2 separate regions of the Bombyx mori genome follow, and region 1 is linked to region 2. A link is a contact called in public Hi-C data. All regions are on one chromosome and are shown on one strand. Each heading gives the region's core, a stretch centred on a gene start, on an enhancer-like site or on the middle of the called end of the contact. The rest is flanking DNA. Distances are from core to core; before and after follow the strand shown. Region 1 overlaps LOC101743969 (methylcytosine dioxygenase TET). Region 2 has its middle 11 kb from the start of LOC110384972.

Region 1 (5,142 bases), core at 2,012-4,511, 480 kb after region 2:
ATTGGCAGTGTTATAACCTCGTATGTGTCGTTCCTATATTCCACAGCACAGAAAGAATCACGTTTTTAAACTAGATCTTAAAGAATAGCCTTACTTATTTTTTTTTGCCACCAACTAACTTTTAATTCAGAATAAACTTTCACCAGTAAAACAATCTCATTGTCAGAACTCTGTTTGTTTTTGCAAAATTTGGGGGTAGTTTTTATTCCTTAAATTACTATTCAGTCAAAAAATGTATGTAAAGAGCTTGTATATTAAGATTTATAGTTTTTTTTTATTGCCCTAGTAGGCAGACGAGCATACGGCCCACCTGATGGTGACCATAGCCCATGGACTTCAGCAATGCCAGGGGCGGAGCCAAGCCGCTGCCTACCGTTAAGTACTCTGCACAAGCCTCGTTTGAAGAAGGATATGTCATAGCTTTCGAGAAACACCGTGGAGGGAAGCTCATTCCAAAGCCGGATGGTACGTGCCAAAAAAGACCTCTGGAAACGCACTGTGGATGAACGCAGTGGCTTCAGGTAGTATGGATGAACTCTACTCCGGTGGCGGCCGCTGCGATGGTGTAAACGAGAGGATGGTATCATCTCAAACAATTTCTCAGAGCACTTCTCAGTATTTTAGAAAAGTTAATTGGCAATACGCGAAATGGCGGTATTTACAGCGCGATTTTGCAAGCAAATTACACTTTACTTACTAAGTTTAATTGTTTATACAGCTATCTATAATCTTAAGTATATTATTACAATGCTAGTAATACGATCGTATTTTATTTTTGTTTATACTTAAAACTTATAATAGGCAAGTAAACCCATATCTCGAAGGTTAACTCTCTAACAAGGATATGGGTTCCCGAAAAATCTGCGCCGTGCTGCAATCAAGGCTACATTACTACATTATAAACATTAAATTACTAAGCAATAAAGAAAATCGCGGTCATCGTTCTTTTCGAACCCGTCGCTTGCGAGGAAGGGCTCGGTGAGTAAATTAACACACAGACAAAGCCCACTGAGTTTCTCGCTCAGTGTGTCGCGTTTCCGATCCAATGGTAGATTCTGCGAAGTACTGTTTTTGCTAGGGATATCTTAGCAACGCCGTTAGGCTAGAGCCCCGTGAACTCACCTACACACTAGGGTAACGTTGATATAGCCTCACAAGGCTATCAGCATAAATAGGAAAATAAAAGAGAAATAAGGGCACACATGATGCAGCCGGTACATATCTGAAGCATTTTTGTTACCACCTACCTACCTACCTACCTATAACCTAAGTGTTAGGTTACGCTGACATAGCCTCTCAACGCATAGGTAGGAAAAAAAAACAAAGAAAAAAGATGTAAAGCTTTCCTTCCTTAAGAACGGTTACCTGGTAGATAACTCAATTGTTGAGTTCGCCATTTTTTATATCTTATCGCAATTACTGTGTTATATTAACTGTGTGTACAAATAAAGAATAAATAATAATAAAGATAATTCGATCAATGTAGTATTTTACAATTCTCCTATCGGCGCCGGTCACGTACGTATTAGTCTAGTTGTTTAAGCTGGCCGTCGTCTGTAATCGATATTCGATTATTCTAATGTTTACTTTTATACTTTTCATTAGGCATCGTTCTTATGAGAAAAAAATTCGAAGAAAAAGTGTTTCAAAATTCGATTACAATTTTTTCGAGTTCCTCTTCGAGTAGGGCATGAAAAAGGTCTTTGCTATTTCGACTGAAATGGCGTATGTGTAAATCATTATCAATGTTCCGTATTTACTTGTTTCCTCTACCGAAACAGGATCAATTTTTTTTTTTAAAGAAATGGTCAGTAATGAATTGATTAATCAAAAAAATTTTTTATCAGATAATATCTGTTAGCTGGATGTCTTAAATCGGACCGAATCAATGAACAATTTTGGTAAACATTCACTATGATTGGTTCATAGTTGGTGTTTAAATGGTCCATGCCAGCGAAAATGCTCTTAACTTCTTTTAGTCTATCTCGCTTACATCTACGCGATTAAATGTGTATTCACGACTATTTAATTTTAATTATGAAATTCATGCATTTCCATTCTAGTTATGTCATGGGCGATTGGTTTAGTCTGTAATTGTTCTGCCAACTTGAGAACAATAAAAGGGAACGTGAGGCTAATATGAGATACGAGCAGGAATAAATTTTTAAAAATAAATAAACATATACGAATTATAATAAATTGATCAACAAATATCTGAGAGTACAATATTCCATGATAAAATAACTGCATTCTCTGAAAGTGAAGATTAATGGTAGTAATAAAGTTTAATAAATGTTATTTGTTAAAGATGTGTAGCTAGTTACTAGATTAGTCACCACTAAGGATTCACATGACATAAAGAAATAAAAAAGAAATGAAAAATAAGGAAATGGGTTTATGTACTTACTGGAGTGGCCGTTGCGCGCCCTCTACCGCGACCTCGACGAGACTCGCTCTTCACGGTCTGCAATGTTCCGTCCGGCGCCAAAATAAGCTATAACAACACAGACACACCACAGACTTAACATAAAGCAAAAATAAAGTAAGTAAAAAAACAAAGGAGAACGTTAACACAAAAAGGAAAAATGAATAGACAAACATGCAATGGATGGGTTAAGTGGCGACTTATTAGCGGTATTAGTGGTCGAAGTATTGTTTTTAGTATGACGATGAAAGTTAAATAGTTAAAATATTAATAAATTCTGTTAAATTTGTTTCTATTTGAAATACTATGTATATTAAGTAATTTGAAATGTTTTTTTGTTAAACCGCCATCTGTGAACTCAAAACTAAACTAATATGAAATGGCTAGGATTCACGAAGTTCTTCTACTTGACAGCAGATGTCGCGCCGAGCAAAAGTTCCTCGTGTGTTACAGAGATGGCGCAGTGACGACGATTTATTTTTTAAGCATCTAATTCAAAAATATTCTAATTTTGATTTTGGTTTCTAAGCCGTGTTTTATCAATTTTACTAAATACTCACAAATTACAGCTATTTTCGTGGACATTTTTCATTTTAGTGTATTATGATTGTTTAACGTTTGGAAGCCATCGTTGAAAATCGAGCCTTGGAAATTAAAATGGCGAATTCTGTACAAAACAAATTACTTTCAAGTTTTAGAACAACAGCTGTCACTGATTGGTAGAATTTTTTTCATACGTAATAATTAAAACAGCGAGCTGTTGTATGATGTACCAACGAATAAATAAACAGTTTCTGTTACTAAGCACATGGCGGCGACTCGCACCTGGCGTTTTAGTTCGTTACTCCTGTTTTTGTGTTATTAGAATGCGAACAGCATTTGTTATAGCTCGGTCTCTTTCTGACCTAAGGCCGTCTCGCTTACTCGTCGTCTATTCACATTCAAATTTTTAAGGATTTCTAATTATCCTGAACAGGTTAAAGGATCATTTTGATTAAGTATTATGAATAAATAGTGTGAGAAACATCTGCTTCTAACTGGTTTCAGTTAGTATACATTAAAACGATTACTATTCATCAATTTGTTGAAGTTTAAAAATAAAACTCACATTTACAAACGACTGGAATTATTGTTGTACACGTATTAAAATAATTACAGACGCGTAACTGTTCTTTTATAATTTAAATAAGTAGTTCAACTTCGAATTATGTTATACTGATGTAAAGATAAGACACGTGGAACATTTCCTTATTTCAAAATTCAAAGTAGAATTAGGTCATAACGGCTTTTTAAATTAAAATAGTTATTATTCATTATAACAGCTATGCGATAGTACTATGTGTACTTACTACGCGTATTAATCGTCATTGGACATCACTCTAATGTTATTTTAGACGGTATTTGTAAAATTTATGTCATAAGAAGACCTTATCGTGGATAGGTAAATATCAATTTTATTTAACATCGTTGTCAACATTAAATTGATATAGAATATAAGTATAAATTTAAAATAATACAACATAAAACTAAAACTAAATGTATTTAAGACAACGTTATGACATGGCACGCCTTTTCACTCGTGTTAAATTTGTAAATCCGAAATAATGAAATATGTATTTTCTACGTATTTATACGTATTTATTACGTAAAGAGTTGCGTTCAAAAGCTGTAAGTTTTGTGGGTACGTAAACTCACAAATCCGCGAACACTGACGTATTTATTAAAGCATATTCATTCTGTGTTGTCCGAGCTATGTACTATAATAAAACGTATCCAGGTTATAAACGTTCTATGCGCGAAACTCAATCTAAATCGGTTTTGGCGTTTTTGCATCATCAATTAACAAAAACAAGTCGTCGCGTAGCCTAAAGGATAAGACGTCCGGTGCATTCGTATCTAGCAATGCACCAGTGTTCGAATCCCGCAGGCGGGTACCAATTTTTCTAATGAAATACGTACTTAACAAATGTTCTCGATTGACTTCCACGGTGAAGGAATAACATCGTATAATAAAAATCCAACCCGCAATATTATAATTTACGTAATTACTGGTGATAGGACCTCTTGTGAGTCCGCACGGGTAGGTACTCCCACCCTGCTTATTTCTGCCGTGAAGCAATAATACGTTTCGGTTTGAAGGGTGGGGCAGCCGTTGTAACTATACTGAGACCTTAGAACTTATATCTCAAGGTGGGTGGTGCATTACGTCATAGATGCCTAAGGGCTCCAGTAACTACTTAACACCAGATGTGCTGTGAGCTCGTCCAACCATCTAAGCAATAATAATAAAAACAATAATTATATTAGTATAGATACAATGTCATTTTTGACCTATTTTACTGCTCTATAATTATATTATTAGTATCCTCAAAACAGCGTGGTTTAAATTTTGTAGTGATTCTACTCGAGCGTGCGTATTGTAGCGCGTGGGCGACAATGAGCGTGGGCTGACTTAGGGTAGGTCGGGTTTGTCACGCAATTCCCTGATTATTTCATTGATACCTGCTCTTACCACTTCATTGTTAAACAAATTTAGCTAAGAGACGCGCTGTGGATGTTATTTGGCGGGATGACGCTCACGAGTCAAACAAATGTACTACTACTTATTTATTTATTTATTTACTTAATAGAATCGTGATTTGTTTTTATCGTGAATTGTTTGTTGTTCGGTTTGATTGAAACAAAATACTTCATACATATTTTTCTCCTCACGAAAG
Region 2 (5,092 bases), core at 181-2,680:
TGGTGAAAGTGTACATGTGTGGGAAAGTAAAACAAAGTCGTTAGACGTGGCTCTCGGGTTCATTCAAAAATCCCAATAAAGTCTTCGTGAATTTCCACCATTTTACAATATTTCGTTTAATGTTTAATATTAATCCATTATTAATTAATAATCTCGACTCGCATTTCATTAAACTTCATCGCAATGGATCTCAAATTTCAAATAAATCAACTTTATTTTGTTGCGCTCCAATTTTCATACTTTAAAGTATTCATATAATGACTAAATCGCTACGCTTTAAATCTTTAAAATTACGCAACGGATTTTGATGCGGTTTTTTTAATAGATAGAATGATTGAAGAGGAAGGTTTCACGTCCTTCCCACGTCCTTACGGATCCATCAGATCCAATAAATAACCTTTGCATTAGACGCCTTCAGCTCTAACACTAGGAGCAGGCTTAGGGACCTCGGTAACCGTACTCGTCGAACTCGACAAAGAGTTCGCCGTGCAACCTAACCCATAAATCAGCTCGCTGAGTTTCTCGTCGGATCTTCTCAGCGGGTCGCGATTCCGATCCGGTAGTAGATTCATTCGCGAAACAGCTACTCTTGAGCTGTTAGGTCTCCTTCGGAGGCGCTCGGGTAGCTGTTAGCAAATCCCACCCCTCTTGGCTGAGCCTTTGCTCACCCACCTGTCCTGGTGAAACTGGAAAGGCCTCCGGGCCACCAGTAACCCTTCAATCATAAAAAAAATAAAAATAAAAAAAGGAAGGTTTATATGTATAATAACATCCATTAAATAGTGGAGAACTCAATAATAAATTTGTTTCCGAATCGAAGCGAGGGCGGGTCGCTAGTATTTTTATAAACTCGACATTGGTAACAATGGCGTCGGAAGCAAACAACTTCCATACAGAAAAAGAAAGAAGAAGAAGCGATCAGTGTATTATTTATTAATGTTGGCATTTATAGCTATCACACCTACCTAGAAATTTCGGTTCTTAACACGCTTCTATTAGCTTGGTCTGTTTAATTGTTTAGATGCATACGTATTTTTACGTTAAAATATTTTTTTCTTAAACACTTTAAAAAAAAAATATTTTCTACTTTTTATTTCGATTAGGTACAAAAACGTCCAACAGCGCCATCTCTTAAAAATATTAAACGTTTGCTAAAATTCTGCTATTCAACAACAGATGGCGCTTTAAAATGTTCTTTTATCGATAATAGATGGCAGTAAAATTTACTAAAAGCATATTTCTTGCAGGATTCTCATCCCCATAATTTAAATTAATTATGCAATAGTTTCTTTTATCTTAATTTTATAAGGGTTCTTGTTGCATAGCTCAATGTATATCCTATGCGTAAGTTTTAATATGTACATTAATACAGCTCAATTACATTAAGATTATTAAGTTTTTTTTAACTGTGATCATGGTTAAATGAGATCACGGTCTGCCTTGCTTGCAATGCTTATAGTAAGCACATAGGCGTTACAACGTGAGTCTTTACTCAACTTGAGATATGAAGCCGAAGACTCAACTCAATTGTATAAGTACACTTTGCAATAGAAACAGGCAAGATGGCATTACCTACTCGCGCGGGCTCACTAGTCGTCCTACCACCAGTGTGCTTAGTGTTAACGTCCTCGATAGCGTAAAAGTTAACTCACAGTATGCAGTTGGAACAGCACCCCTAGCGGCTAACGTAGGCAAACGTTCGAACTCCATACAAATTTGAGTTAACTTTTACGCTATCGAGAACGTTAAAAAACTCACACTAAACACACGGTAAACCAGTGACAACCGTACATTTGTACACAGGCGATGTATAATTGTAAACATACATATACCACAAAACAGATATTGAAACCAGTAACCGTACTCGTCGAACTCGAAAACAAAGCGCAACCTAACCCATGCATCAGCTCGCTGAGTTTCTCGCCGGATCTTCTCAGCGGGTCGCGATTCCGATCCGGTAGTAGATTCATTCAAATTCAAATTCAAATTCAAAATCATTTATTTCAACTTGGATGTCATCAAAAACACACTTGTTGAATGTCAAAATGTAAAAGAAAATGTTAACTCTACCATGTTAACTCTACCATTCGCGAAGCAGCTGCTCTTGGGTTGTTAGGTCTCCTTCGGAGGCGCTCGGGCAGCTGTTAGCAAATCCCACCCCTCCTGGCTGAGCCTTGCTCGGCACCTGTCCTGGTGAAACTGGAAAGGCCTCCAGGCCACCAGTAATCATTCAAACATAAATAAAAAAGATATTGAAACCTAAAGCTTACTATGATCGACACTAGAATTTGGCTCTCAACAATGGCAAACTTTAAAAAAAAATTAAGCTTAAACTACCATTATAACGGATGGTATTAAATTATTAGATCTGTGACACAAACAAGAAGCTGCTTCAAAATACAATACAAGTTTGTAGGACATCTGTTTGTGTTCTTAATTGTTTCAATGAATCGTCGGCGTACTGTTTGAATATAAACTACAGGGACGTAATGAAAATAGAACAGTGATTTGTTTACTTTCGTTACATTTGGATGGAAAAAATTCTGTAACTTACTTAAATAAATCGATTAGCTAGGTTGTTTTTTTATTGTCAACTAGCTGACCCAGTAGACTTCGTAATGCCTCAATCGAACAAAAACCTAAAAGACCTAAACTTTTGTATAAAATAAATTTAAAACAAACAAAAGAAATCCGTCGGACGGGGGACACATCAAAGGAAAAACAAAATTGTTATTTTTATTTAATTCTGAGCATTTTCATATTTATTTACCTTTTAAGCCTTCTTTGGACTTCCACAAATAATTCAAGACAAAAATTAGCTGAATCGGTCCAGCCGTTTTAGCGAGTTTTAGCGAGACTAACAAACAACAATTCATTTTTATATATATAGATTCCAACGAACTAAACATAATTGACGACAAATTTCCCCGTCGAACTCTTCATCGCAATCTAACCCATAGATAAAGCCCGCTGAGTTTCTCGCCGGATCTTCTCAACGGGTCGCAATTCCGATCCGGTGACAGACTCTACGAAGTACTGCTCTTACTAGGGCTAGTGTTCGCAAATTTTCTCAGGTTGAGCTCGTGAGCTCACCTACCCGTTCAGGCATAGCTGGCATAGCCTCTTAAGCTATCAGCGTAGGGTAGGGGAAAAAAACTACTCATCTAGTAAAATAAAAAACAAATTATCTGTCGGCTGCAAAAAGTCATCGGCTGATATACTGATAAACCAGTAAAGATCAGGGCGTTGCTGAAATAGCCCCCTAGGCTACCAGCGAAAAGGTAGGAAAAAAAACGACAAATTCAAATAGCACCATCTGTTTTAATATTATATTTAAAAAAAAATACGATTTCCATTGTTAACCTCCTCTTGAAGTCGGTTAAAAATAATTTCATCTATGTATTATTCATAATATCGTTATTGTCTATGCAAATATCATAAGTAGCAGGCTTATTTGATATTCGCAAGGTTGGATTAGGAAATAATAAAATCGATAATATTGGTGATTTTACGTCGCAAATGATAAGATAAATATGATTATTATAAGTATATATTATTTTGCGTATAAAACCAGAGTCGATCATATTCCTAAGTCCACGCCTGTTTCATTCTACATGTAGCATATTGCGAAGGGTTGACAATGTTTCGAATCATGCGCGTACTGGGATTGTTTGCAGTAGTATTGCACCGCGTGTTGGAACTTGGACTTCACACCGATTACCGACTCACCGGACAACTAGCATTCCTTTGTACAGTCACTTTCAAGAAAAACGGACACTCATAGTATTCACTATACAAGTTTCATATATTAAATAAACTACAATACGATTTATTTCCTACGACATTAATATTCGACTTATAATACTTAGTTTCCGGTCAAAAAATGTATTAATAATCGCTTTTACGTATAATGATAATAAGTGAATCAGATCAAAGTCGTGTAACAAAAATAATTTATTGAACTTAAGTTCTTAAAGTTTGGAAATTGGAAATATTTTTCAGAAAATTTATTTGTATTATTAATTTTAATTTCATTAATACAATCATTGATTTTTTACTATTCTGTAATATACAGATTAATTCTTTTAGCTGTAAATTTATGTCACTGTGATAGATCGTAAATAGATCGATGTGCCAATAATTATCCCCAATACACAGAATTATGTAGTTTGAGGTTTATGGTAACTTATTGATATACCACACGTTTTGGGCAAAAAAAAATAAGTTTTATATTTTATTAATAACACATGAATTATATCATCGTTTCTTTCTAAATATAGGTAGCTTATTTTTCATTGATAAAATTTCACCTAACATGTTGGAAAATCGTTTTTAGTTTTCTGGAAACTTTCCAATATCTTATGTTTTAAATTATGACATTCATTGCAGGAACGACTTGGTTTACAGCAGAGATTTACGAAGAATCTCAAAATGTAGTGATAAATGGTGTTTACGGCGCCTTGAAATACGATAACAATTATAATGCACCAGCTAAATCCTCTTTGGAAAAACTAAGCGCGGTATATTGTGCAGCACTTCGATCTACACTGCCTTAAATACGTCATTTCGGATTCTCCCGATCCAATAATGTTGTTTTTAGATACCTCAAGCACCGGTCATCGTTCTCGTCGAACCCGCTGGCGACGAAGGGTTCGGCGAATAAACTAACCCAAAGACACAGCCCACTGAGTTTCTCGCCGGTTCTTCTCAGTGGGTCGCGTTTCCGATCCGGTGGTAGATTCTGCGAAGCACTGCTCTTCCTAGGGCCAGTGTTAGAGTCCCGAGAGCTCACCTACTCGCTCGGTTACGCTGGCATAGCTTTTCAAGGCTAGGCAACTTAGGTAGGAAAAAAAAAAGATCTATACGCCATCGCATTAAAAAAAAACTTTTTTTTTGTATTGGTAACCAACATACGTCATATACGTCAGCAGAAAACATAACAAATAGCATTTGCTTTAATCTCAAAATTAACGTTAACAAATTACAAGACTGCAAGCATTGGTGAAAGTTGAAACAAGTGCTTAATCTGTTGCTTCTAAAAATACAAATAAATATAAATAAACAATATAATAACATATTACATTATGAAATT

What was found. Hi-C and Micro-C count contacts between places; a contact is called where the count stands out from the background.
Region 1: a contact with region 2 is called in a Hi-C map of middle silk gland, with 3 times the contacts expected there. The contact joins two enhancer-like sites. A contact is called at or near these places in 2 of 7 Hi-C or Micro-C datasets (middle silk gland and posterior silk gland).

What each region holds. Positions count from the first base shown.
Region 1 is chr22:3,071,625-3,076,766 of ASM3026992v2, forward strand. LOC101743969 (methylcytosine dioxygenase TET) reads right to left here. Exons shown (of 12, transcript XM_038019059.2): 4 at 2,408-2,494. Among protein-coding and RNA genes, the nearest start is that of LOC101743969, 75 kb to the right of the region's middle. Within about 2 kb of position 3,262, at least 5 of the 8 cell types and tissues checked have open chromatin away from gene starts, as enhancers often do.
Region 2 is chr22:2,595,406-2,600,497 of ASM3026992v2, forward strand. No RefSeq gene overlaps it. Among protein-coding and RNA genes, the nearest start is that of LOC110384972, 11 kb to the left of the region's middle. Within about 2 kb of position 1,431, at least 2 of the 8 cell types and tissues checked have open chromatin away from gene starts, as enhancers often do.